Regions from separate parts of the Hordeum vulgare genome. Here region 2 is linked to region 1. A link is a contact called in public Hi-C data. All regions are on one chromosome and are shown on one strand. The core of a region is the stretch at or near the end of the contact, and the rest is flanking DNA. Distances in the headings are between cores, read along the strand shown. Region 1 holds the start of LOC123428381 (uracil-DNA glycosylase, mitochondrial). Region 2 holds the start of LOC123431217 (barwin-like).

Region 1 (5,225 bases), core at 966-3,465:
CGACAGGCTCGGGGCGTCCGAACTCGCGTCAGTCGAGCTCTCCCAAAGTGTGATCTCAGGTACCGTCGAGGGATCAGGAACACCAGCTGCCCCCGAGCACCTATGCGGCATAAGCACTGCCGAAACCCCAACATTGCACATATTACTCGACCAGATCCAGGCTTTGAGCATGACTAATGGTCAGGGCACGATCTATGGTCGGATCGGGATCAAACCTGACGACAGGGACATCCACATCCCGCCCATCACGCATCAAGTTAGTATCGTCGAACGCCCAGTCAAGGGCTCCTCGTACCAATCATCGAAACTAAGAGCGGTACACATCCTAGTCGTCGACCTCTCGGACAAACTCAACAACTTGGAGCTTCTATCCAGCCCCGGGAACAATTCAAGCCAAGTGGCTGGTTCGGTACGCAGTCCCGTCAAGGACCCGACGACCGAATTGGCGAGAGCACACCCAATGGGAATCCAAAAATTAAACCCACCTGTCACCCAACCTAAACATCCCTTGAGAATGGGGTTCGGTTCAAACCCGTCCTCGACCACTCAACGGCTGGGTGAGTCAGTGCACCACTTTTGGGCGAGATTCCTGCTTCTTCAAGCGTTCGAGGCCTTCGCTATGGCATTCTTTTCGAGCGCAGTTGAGCCCACCTTCCACATGGCAGAAAAATCGCCTCGGTGTCCACGACGACGACGAGGGAATTCCCTATTTACCGTTCTTTGCGTCAAATTGCCACGGCTTTGCACAAGCGGTTCCCTAGCGCAAAATTGGGCCAACCCACTCCCTCATAGAGAGGCAACCGGTTTTGGGAACCTTCCACAAGGTTCCCAAATCCGTTTTTGGTTTTTTTACCGTTTTGGGGGTTTTATTTTGTGTTTGTTTTTTCTTTTTATTTTCTTTGTTTTTTATTTCATTTATATATTCGGTTTCTTTTTCCATTTCTTTGTTTTATGTTTTGTTTCTTTTTCAAGTTCAAATTTTCTTGATTTTCGGATCTTTTTCATTTTTATGATTTTTCTTTGTTTTAATTTTTTGTTTACAAATTTAAAAAATGTTAGTCATTTTCAAAAATTGTTTTCCTATTTAAAAAATGTTTGCCTTTCCCAACTTTTTTTCCGGTCTCAAAACTTTCTCAGATTTTCGAAGCATGTTCATATTTTTTCAATTTTATTCATAATTTAATAAAAATGTTCGTGATTTACATAAAAAGTTTCCATGTTTGGAAAATGATTCATTTTTGTATTTTTTGTCTCGGTTTCTAGAAATATTCAGAAGTTGAAAATTGTTTCCCATTTTCAAGTTTTGTTCATAACTTCAAATAATGTTCCTAATTTTTTAAATAATGTTTGCATTTTCAAAATGTTGTACATATTTTAAAAAAAGTCTTTGTTTGTTTCTAAAAAATACTTTTTAGAAATTTAAAAATGTTTGTGACTTTCAAAAATTGTTTGCCCATTTGAAAATATGTTTGCCTTTTCGAAAATTTATTCTGGGTTTAAAAAATTGCTCAGTTGATAAAAAATATGTTCATGTTTTATCAATTTTGTACCTAATTTCATAAAATGCTCGTGATTTTCCTAAAAGTTGGCAAGTCTGGAAAAATATTTCATTTCCATAATTTGTTCCGGGTTTCTAAAAATGTTGAGAAGTTATTTTTTTTCCGCCATTTTTCAATTTTTTCTTCACCGCCTAAAAGTAGCAAAAGTCAAAACGTCGGATCTAGCAAAAATTCAACGAACTCGAGTTACAACCAAGCATGGATGTAGCTTTTTTAAATGAATAAAATGTAGCAAAATGACAAACGTTTGCATTAAATTTATACATGGTTGCAGTAAATCTGAGCGAAAAAATGTTGCAAGGCTGTTTGTCAGCGCGCGCGGGCTGCGAGCGACCGGCCGAACGATTTGGCCGGTGCTCCGGCTGCAAGCATTTACCTTTCTGTTTTGTGTTCGCATTTTTTTTTTAAAAAGTCCGACGTTTTGTTTGAGACGTACTACATGCTTGCTTACATGCGTACGAAGATAGAAAACACGATACAGGTTAATGGGCCGGGCCGGGTTCTCTCGCCCCTGTGCGGATCGCTTCTGTTAGACGCAGCGAGCGTCACATAGGAGGTCCCGGCGGCGAGCGCCCAAAAATCCCGCGGTCGCGCGCCCATTTCCTCCCCCTCCCAGCAACAGCGCGGCCTACCGAAACCCCAATCGAAGCTCGTTCCCCACCCCCACCCCCATGGCGCCGTCGCCCCCCACCGCCCCCAAGACCATCGCCGACTTCTTCGTCCGCCCCGCCAAGCGCCTCCGCTCCGGCGCAGCCGGCACCGCCGCCGCCACCGTCGTCGTCCCCGCCGCCTCCCTCTCCCCCTCCTCCGACCACTCCCCGCTCTCGCCGGAGCAGCGCCGCAGGGCCGACACCAACCTCGCGCTCGCCCGCGCGCGCCGCAACCTCCGCCTCGCCGAGTCCAAAGGTACCCCCCTCTCCCTCCAAAGTCCAAACCCCCCGTTCTCCCGACCCTGGTTAGGGTTCTAATAACTGTACCGTTGGGGTTTCGCATCTAGCGGCCGGCGGCGCCGCGAAGCTGGAGGAGCTGCTCGTGGAGGAGACGTGGCTGGAGGCGCTGTCCGGGGAGCTGCGCAAGCCCTACGCGCTCGACCTCTGCCGCTTCGTCGCCCACGAGCGCCTGCACGCCAAGGTGCCCGTCTACCCGCCGCCCCACCTCGTCTTCCACGCGCTCCACACCACCCCCTTCCACGACGTCAAAGCCGTCATCATCGGCCAGGTACCCAAATACCAAGTCACTGAAGTTCACGAATCCTGTACTTGTTCACCTGCTGCTTCACTGTGAAGAAATGCGCGACAGTTTCGCTAATTTAACTTCATTCTGAGGATCATATAGCGCGTATTTATGTAAAGATTTTGCCATTTGGTCTGACTTTGGCCTGGAATTTCTTTTTGTTACAATGCTGCTTGCTGTATGGAGTGAGGCCATCAAATTGAAATATGGTTAAAAAAAATTGACAATGCCGTATGCAGAAATGGAAATTGTTGCTTCTGTTCTGCATATTCATATTATGCTAGAATAACTGATCTGTAGTTACAGTGCTGCCTGCTGTATGGAGTAATGACATTAAACTGAAACATGGATAGTATAATTTGGCAGTGCCATATGCAGGGACAGGAACTGTTGCTGCTGTTCTGCATTTTCATATTATCACGCCAGAATAACTGGTTTGAGGCTATTTTATTTGTGTGATCATATTGTGGTGTCTGGCATATTTGCCACAACACTTTGTAGCCTGAAAATATGCCTGACATATATATGCCTTTCATTCAGCTATTAGTCGGTGATCCTTATTTGCTTGCTGTATTTACCATATGGTCTTCATTTGTCTTTGAACCTACTATGCATCTGTATCATGCAGTAAGTTTCTGATTTCAGTGTTTACAGTCTATTTTTTTTATTTCTGCTTTAACATAACGGAATAACTAATGGTGGCTGCCTAATGATGACAGACTAAGTTTCTGATTTGTTTATTGTAAAAGTGTAGATTCATTGGTAGCAATTGTTTTTAGTGTCTCATGTTGCAGATTGTCTACTTTTCAGGATCCATACCATGGTCCTGGTCAGGCCATGGGATTGTCGTTTTCAGTACCAGAGGGGATCAAAATTCCTTCCAGCTTACAAAACATATTTAAAGAGCTGCATAAAGATGTAGGGTGTACTATACCATCTCATGGGAATTTGGAAAGATGGGCTGTGCAGGTAAAATTGTTTGATAAAACGCTAGATTTGTTGAAGTGTATATTTGGATTGTCTAGCCCTTTCCATTAGTTCGGACTTTTGGTTGCACTGGTTAGTGCATGAAGCTTAACATGGTATGAGAGGCTTCAATAGAGATAAGTTGCTTTCATAACATGGTATCAGAGTCTAAGGTCTTGAGTTCAAGTCCTGGCTTTCGCAATTTATCCAAAAATTGGTGCCCCCCCTTGTCGACGTATAGGCCTCTTGAGCCATACCTCTGAGTCTATCCACGTGTTGACTTTCCGCATCACGTGTGAGAGGGGGTGTTGAAGTATATATGTGGATTGTCTAGCCCTTTCCATCAGTTTGGACTTTTGGTTGCGTTGGCTAGTCCATGAAGCTTAACAAGAGTAAATAGTATATGCACTCAAACAACATGTTTATATTCTAGTTTACCTTAATATTAATCGCCCTTGCAATACTAGGATCGATATGTATTAATGTACCATGAAACAATGTGCATATTTTTACATGTTACAACTGCGAAGGACTCATGCAGTCTTGCAGCTGTTTAGCAGAGCGGATATCTACCAAGTCCGCAAAATCATGTGCCTTCACTCTAGAAGTCCACAAAAACAGTTTTGTGTAATTTCACTACCATTTATATTCTATTTTTGGCCAAATCTATGCCAACATGTCACTACAGTTATCAACTAAACTAAGTAATTTTACATTTTCTTACCATTTATCCTATATAGGATACCAGAGAAGCAATTGGCTTGATACACTATATTTTGTTCTAAAAATTAAAATCTACTTGAATGGGCAACAAGGCCATGATGAACCTGAAACAAAGTAGCTTCATGAGAAGAAATATACTAATATAGGAGTAGAAAACAATGCCTGCTACTGCCTATAGCCAAATTTGTTCTCTTTCCTCATTTCCCAGCAGCACACCATAAGTTTTCTTTTAACTTTCTTTGGAGATGTGTTTACTAACTCGAGAAAAAAAACATTTATCTTGCAGGGTATTCTTATGCTCAATACCGTGCTAACAGGTAAGCCTGTTTTTCTCATCAGGATGAAACATTTGTTGTTCGTTAGCTCTTATTCGTGCATACCGATTTAAATTACTTTCTGCACTTCAATTTTGATTACAGAAACTATGTTATCTTTTGTTCTATTTAGCTGTACTTCACTGTATTCTTGTAGTTGCAGCTGTATTTTTCTTTTTTGTTGTGTTTGATGTTATTAGCTTACTTTAGCTTGGTGGCAAATTGTGGACCCTTTTCTTTTTAGCATTGTAGACCTAGAGTTGTCTTTGCAAGGATAAGGGGTATCTTGTGAAATCTCTGACAGCTATGTTATGTGTGTGCCCGGTAAAAAATCTTTATTTTTTATCAAAGCTTCCCATGGCCTTAATGCTGAATACGATTGTAGGACTTGTTTTACAGTGCCTCGTTTACTCCTGCTAGTGTGGAAGTA
Region 2 (5,225 bases), core at 1,716-4,215, 260 kb after region 1:
ACGTGAATCGCGTCAGGCTTTTTCCTAAATGGGCCAGCCTTTTTCACTTTTAGGTTTTTGTTTTTCTTACTTTTTAAACTTCCAAATATCAAATTAGGTATATTATAAAAATAATTTACATAAACCATGTGAAAAACTGTTATTGAAACAGTTGATTTTTTTAAATTTTGTTTAAGGAACGTTTACTCTTACATGTTGAAAATATATAGAAAACTTATACAATGTGTGTGAAAAAATTGATCATGTATTTAGAAAACTTAATCAAGCATTTAAAAAACTATTAAACAAGTATTTGACAACTGCAATCAAGCAGTTGAAAAATATAGAATGTGCATACAAAAAAAGTTGACCAGGTATTAAAAAAAAATTTAAGCATTTCAAAATGTTAAAATTTGTACACACACAAACGTTAACCATGTATTTAAAAATTGTTAAGCACATATCTGAAAATCTTAATCAGGCATTTGAAAAATGTTAAAAATGTGTACAATGAAAACTGTTGATCTAGTATTCAAAAATATGTTAATCAAGCATTTTAAAAATGTTAAATGTGTATAAAGAAAATGTTTCTCATGTATAAGCAAATTATACAATGTGTGTGACGGAATATGATCATGTATTTAGAAAATGTTAACCAAGCATTTCCAAAATTACTAAAAAAAGTGTTTGAAAATTGGTAGTAATATCTGGAAAGTGGTAAATGTGTATAGAAAAAATATTGACCATGTATAAAAAACAGTAATCTGGTATTGATTTTTTTAATCAAGCAGTTTTAAATGTGTACAGGAAAAAATCACCGTGTATTAAAAAAATGTTAAGAATGTATTTGATTTTTTTATGAAGCAATTGGAACATGTTGAAAATTTATATACAGCATGCACTAAAAATTTCATTTTTTTATAAAATTATGAACATGTATTAGAAAAATGTTCTTGACGCATACGAAAATTGCAGAATGAATAACAAAAGAATATGAAAACCAAAGATGAAACAAAGGTATAGAAGTAAAAGTTGAATGAAAAAGAAAACAAAAAGAAACAAGTGCAAAAAGAATGCAGAACAATGAAAACTGATAAATAAATAAAAAAACTATGGAAGCCAAGAAATAAACAAAAATCAAAGAAAGAAAAGAAGGACAGTGTGAAAGAAGGAAAAACTGATGAAAACCATGAAAGAAACAAAAAGAAACACAAAAACAAAGTATGGCAACGAAAATAAGAAAACCAATGAAACTTTGAGAAGAAATACGAAAACTAAAAAAAAGGAAACAAAGAATGAAAAATATATGAAAAGATATGGATGAACACATGAGCAAACGACCGACAAACCAACAAATGAGTAACATGGTATGGGGCCGGCACACACACGCGGCGTGCACGAAAGCTTCGGCGGGACGGATGCTATTCTCGCTATAAGTGAGACATATCATTCATGATTTGCATCCCCTAAATTTTTTTTACCGAACCATGCAAAAAGGCCGAAGCGTACTAACCGGGTTGATTCCACACGGTTATGCCGGTCAAGGCCCAAGCATACCAGTATATTTAGAAGGCCGATGCCAATGGAGAACATTCCCTCCCTTTTCTTCTCAATCTTAGGATATAACTGCCGCATGCTAACCTCTAAAACAAAGGGCATTTTTAGGTGTTCTAGCGTATTTAACTGTAGCCCAAAGAAGAATTAGATAAGTAAGCGAGATGCCATGGCGACATAGTGCAGTATACAATTACAATATACCATCACAAATAGGTTGCAAGTGAGAGCCATCCAAAACCACCCGAAATCATTGCAAGGAAGTGCTTGCAGGAATGAGGCAAATCACGTTCCCAATGAATCAATGATTTATCCCCATACCCCATCGGGTGAACAATGGGATGTTTGTTGTAAATAAGAAGAAACACAATATAGCCTAAAAGTTGTAAAAGTTGTTAGGGAAGTTGAATCTACCATACAAAATTAAGATCTTGTACTCATTGGTGCTTCAAAGGAGAATTTTGACCTGAGATATTCAGCTTCATATCGCATGGGTTTGGGGGATAAGAAATATCTTCTCCGTGATGTCGATAAATCCATTGATCATCTCTCTTCTCGTGCCCAATTGCACGTTTGTATTGAGTGTTGTTCAATGTCCACTGAATTCCCTTTATGTACCTGTTTTTATCACATTTATGTGATGATTGACTTTTTTTACTATTATTAAACACACTTCCCTTTGAATGGAAGTAAGAAGTATGTGAGTATAGCAGCCACTATTTGGGTAATCTAGAAAGCAAGAAACAATGCCTGATTTCACCTATGATTCCCTAATGACCTTGATCTCAATGCAACTGTTGACAAATTGCTTCCACATAGGTCATTCTACCATTGCAATTTCGAAGTAATATTTAACCGCCTATCTCTTGATATTAGTACATATTCTCTTTAATAAAACACATCTAATCGCTTAAAATCTATGTAAGTTTAGTCACAAAGATCCATGGGTGTGCTCTATTTAGATGTGGTTATGGAAATTCCATGGTTGTGACATGTGTATGTATAAGTAACGTAGCCCAGATGTTGTGGTATATTTTAGTAAAATTATGGAGATGTGACTCCAGCGTTTACATTTTACGGTTTATCTATGGACTTGTTCTAGACACTTTGTGTTGTTAATGTCTGAAATAAATTGACGACAACTCCTTTTCATGACAATAAATGGAGCTACCCTACCTAAAATTTCCAATTTCACGCTAAATTATTATATCTTTCTTCAAGAGTTCGCATACGTGGTCGCAATTGCAGCGGCACAAATTTGTGGAATGTGACATGCTGACATGATTACATAGGCAGCCACCCACAGCTGCAACATTTTTCCTATGTTCAGCTAGGTAGCAGGACACGTATGCTGCAGCTCTTAAAGGCATATCTACTTCCTTGTGAGCTGTTCATGCAATTGATTTATATATAGTTTGTGGAAATTTCATAGAAGCTGTGAAGAGAAGAAAAGTCTACCATCACCGTACCAATTATCCACGAGCATCTCATCTGATGCGCAGCGTTCCATTCCACCTCTATATAATAATGGTGGCGGCCAAGAGCGATTCCCATTGCAGTGTCAGCAGCTGCTAGCTACTCCTCTCTGGAACGATCATCCTCCTCTGCTACGTCGACGACGATGGCCGCACGCCTCGCGCTGGTGGCGGCGCTCCTGTGCGCCGGAGCCGCGGCCGCGGCGGCGCAGCAGGCGAGCAACGTCCGCGCGACCTACCACTTCTACCGCCCGGCTCAGAACAACTGGGATCTGGGCGCCCCCGCCGTGAGCGCCTACTGCTCCACCTGGGACGCCGGCAAGCCGTTGTCATGGCGGTCCAAGTACGGCTGGACGGCGTTCTGCGGCCCCGCCGGCCCACGCGGCCAGGCGTCGTGCGGGAGGTGCATCCGGGTGACCAACACGGGGACGGGGGCGCAGATCACGGCGAGGATCGTGGACCAGTGCGCCAACGGTGGGCTGGACCTCGACTGGGACACCGTGTTCGTCAAGATCGACACCGACGGCATGGGGTACCAGAGGGGCCACCTCATCGTCAACTACGAGTTCGTCAACTGCGGCGACAACCACGTCGAGTTCCATGGAAAGAACGAGACGCTACCAGCCAGCACTCATGCCGTTGAGTAATTCAAATCTATAATAGTAACACATGCATGATGATCAGATGCTGCATTGTTGCGCTGTACGCAACACATGTACGCATGCATGGCACGAAAGTGGAATAAATCAAACGGGAAGTGTAATAAATTTCATGTATGGATCTTATGATTGTAACGACGGCCGGGAAGTGGAATAAATTCCAGAAGTTGGCAGAAATCAAGTGCGTGAAGTAGCAGCTGAAACAATCCTAAAGTTTGGGAGTTGTATGAGCCTCAGGTCAGTCCGGCTGCCAGCTTGGTTGGCAGCGGCGTTCTTCAATAAAGACGGCGGGCCCTTTGGAGAGCGCATGTATCAATCCGTGTGGGTGTGGCAATGGCGATAGTGACGAGGCACCCGATCGACGTGACCTGCTGTTGACTGGGTCTTTGTGTACATTGTTTCACCGTGATGACTGATGATGAACGTGTACCTAAGTGCTGTTGGTGGCGCGTGTTGTTCTTTGCGTATTGGCTCGGGAGCTCGTTGCTGAAATAGGAGCCGTCTCGTTGCGTACTGGCTAACCATTGTTGCTGCACTGCGAGAGAGATCCAGATTATTTCAGTAGTCGACGGGATTGAGGAAGTTTTCACAGGCTTTTTCGTAATCGATACTCGATAGAGATGTCTACTCTTATTGAATACACATTATCAGAAAGACTGAAGTAAATTCAAAAAAATGAAAGCATCAATGTCAAGGTTAATTAAGGCTTGAAATCTGCTGGACTGAGAATGCCACTATCCTTTTAACCATCCAAACACAGGATTGGTTCACAACCTGATATGTTCTTTTAATATATACGAGCGATTAAAAGCATATATCAAGATCAAAGATAAGTACCAGTCATCTAAAAAAGAATAAGTAGTTATAGTGTGTTGGAAATATGAGCAATTTACCGAATGTTTTAAGAGAAATGTAACAGTGGATAAACCGTGATCATTGTAACAAAGACAAGAAAAGTCATGCAAACTTGAGGAAAGTAGGCCAAAATAACAGAGGCAAGACTAGGTAGGCAAATATCATCTGAACATGTGTGTTAGAACAGATACTAGACCAAAAAACTCTAGTAGGATCTCGAACAGAAAAGACACGAACACATACTGAGCATCGGCAGTAGCATTAGCGTTGGTGTTGGCGTTCACGTTGTTGTCGCCCATGTCATCGAAGAGGTTACAACGTCACGGAAGAAGTTGTCGTTGAGGAAGTAGTTGTCGACGTTCGTGGCGTCTGTGATGAAGAGGTCAGGAGTCGCGTGAAGCGCTCCTCAGACACCATATCACCCTTCTCCCGTACATGACTCAAAGAGGTGGGGTTTCGTAGGCCTACTATCTCAAACTACGGTGCACGCCGCAAGCTGGGATGGAAAAGAACCTAGCAGTAGCTCAGAGCTTTGAAACTGGATGGCGTGAGGAAGGTGTTGGTCTGGTGTGTCACTCTGGAGAGGAGCGACCTCTCATTTATAGGCACATGAGAAGGACATGAATAGGTTGCGACAGAAGACATAACGAAATGACGAGAGACGAAGCGAACAACCAGAAGACGAAGTGTTCGTATTCAATCC

Evidence for each region. Hi-C and Micro-C count contacts between places; a contact is called where the count stands out from the background.
Region 2: a contact with region 1 is called in a Hi-C map of seedling, with 2.8 times the contacts expected there. The contact joins the promoter of LOC123431217 here to the promoter of LOC123428381 in region 1. A contact is called at or near these places in 3 of 6 Hi-C or Micro-C datasets (leaf and seedling).

Annotation. Positions count from the first base shown.
Region 1 is chr2H:649,430,041-649,435,265 of MorexV3_pseudomolecules_assembly, forward strand. It overlaps LOC123428381 (uracil-DNA glycosylase, mitochondrial), which reads left to right and starts at 2,216. Exons shown (of 7, transcript XM_045112579.1): 1 at 2,216-2,465; 2 at 2,557-2,777; 3 at 3,603-3,761; 4 at 4,768-4,798. The coding sequence starts at 2,231.
Region 2 is chr2H:649,691,281-649,696,505 of MorexV3_pseudomolecules_assembly, forward strand. LOC123431217 (barwin-like) reads left to right here and starts at 2,966. Exons shown (of 1, transcript XM_045115044.1): 1 at 2,966-3,844. The coding sequence starts at 3,155. The coding sequence ends at 3,655.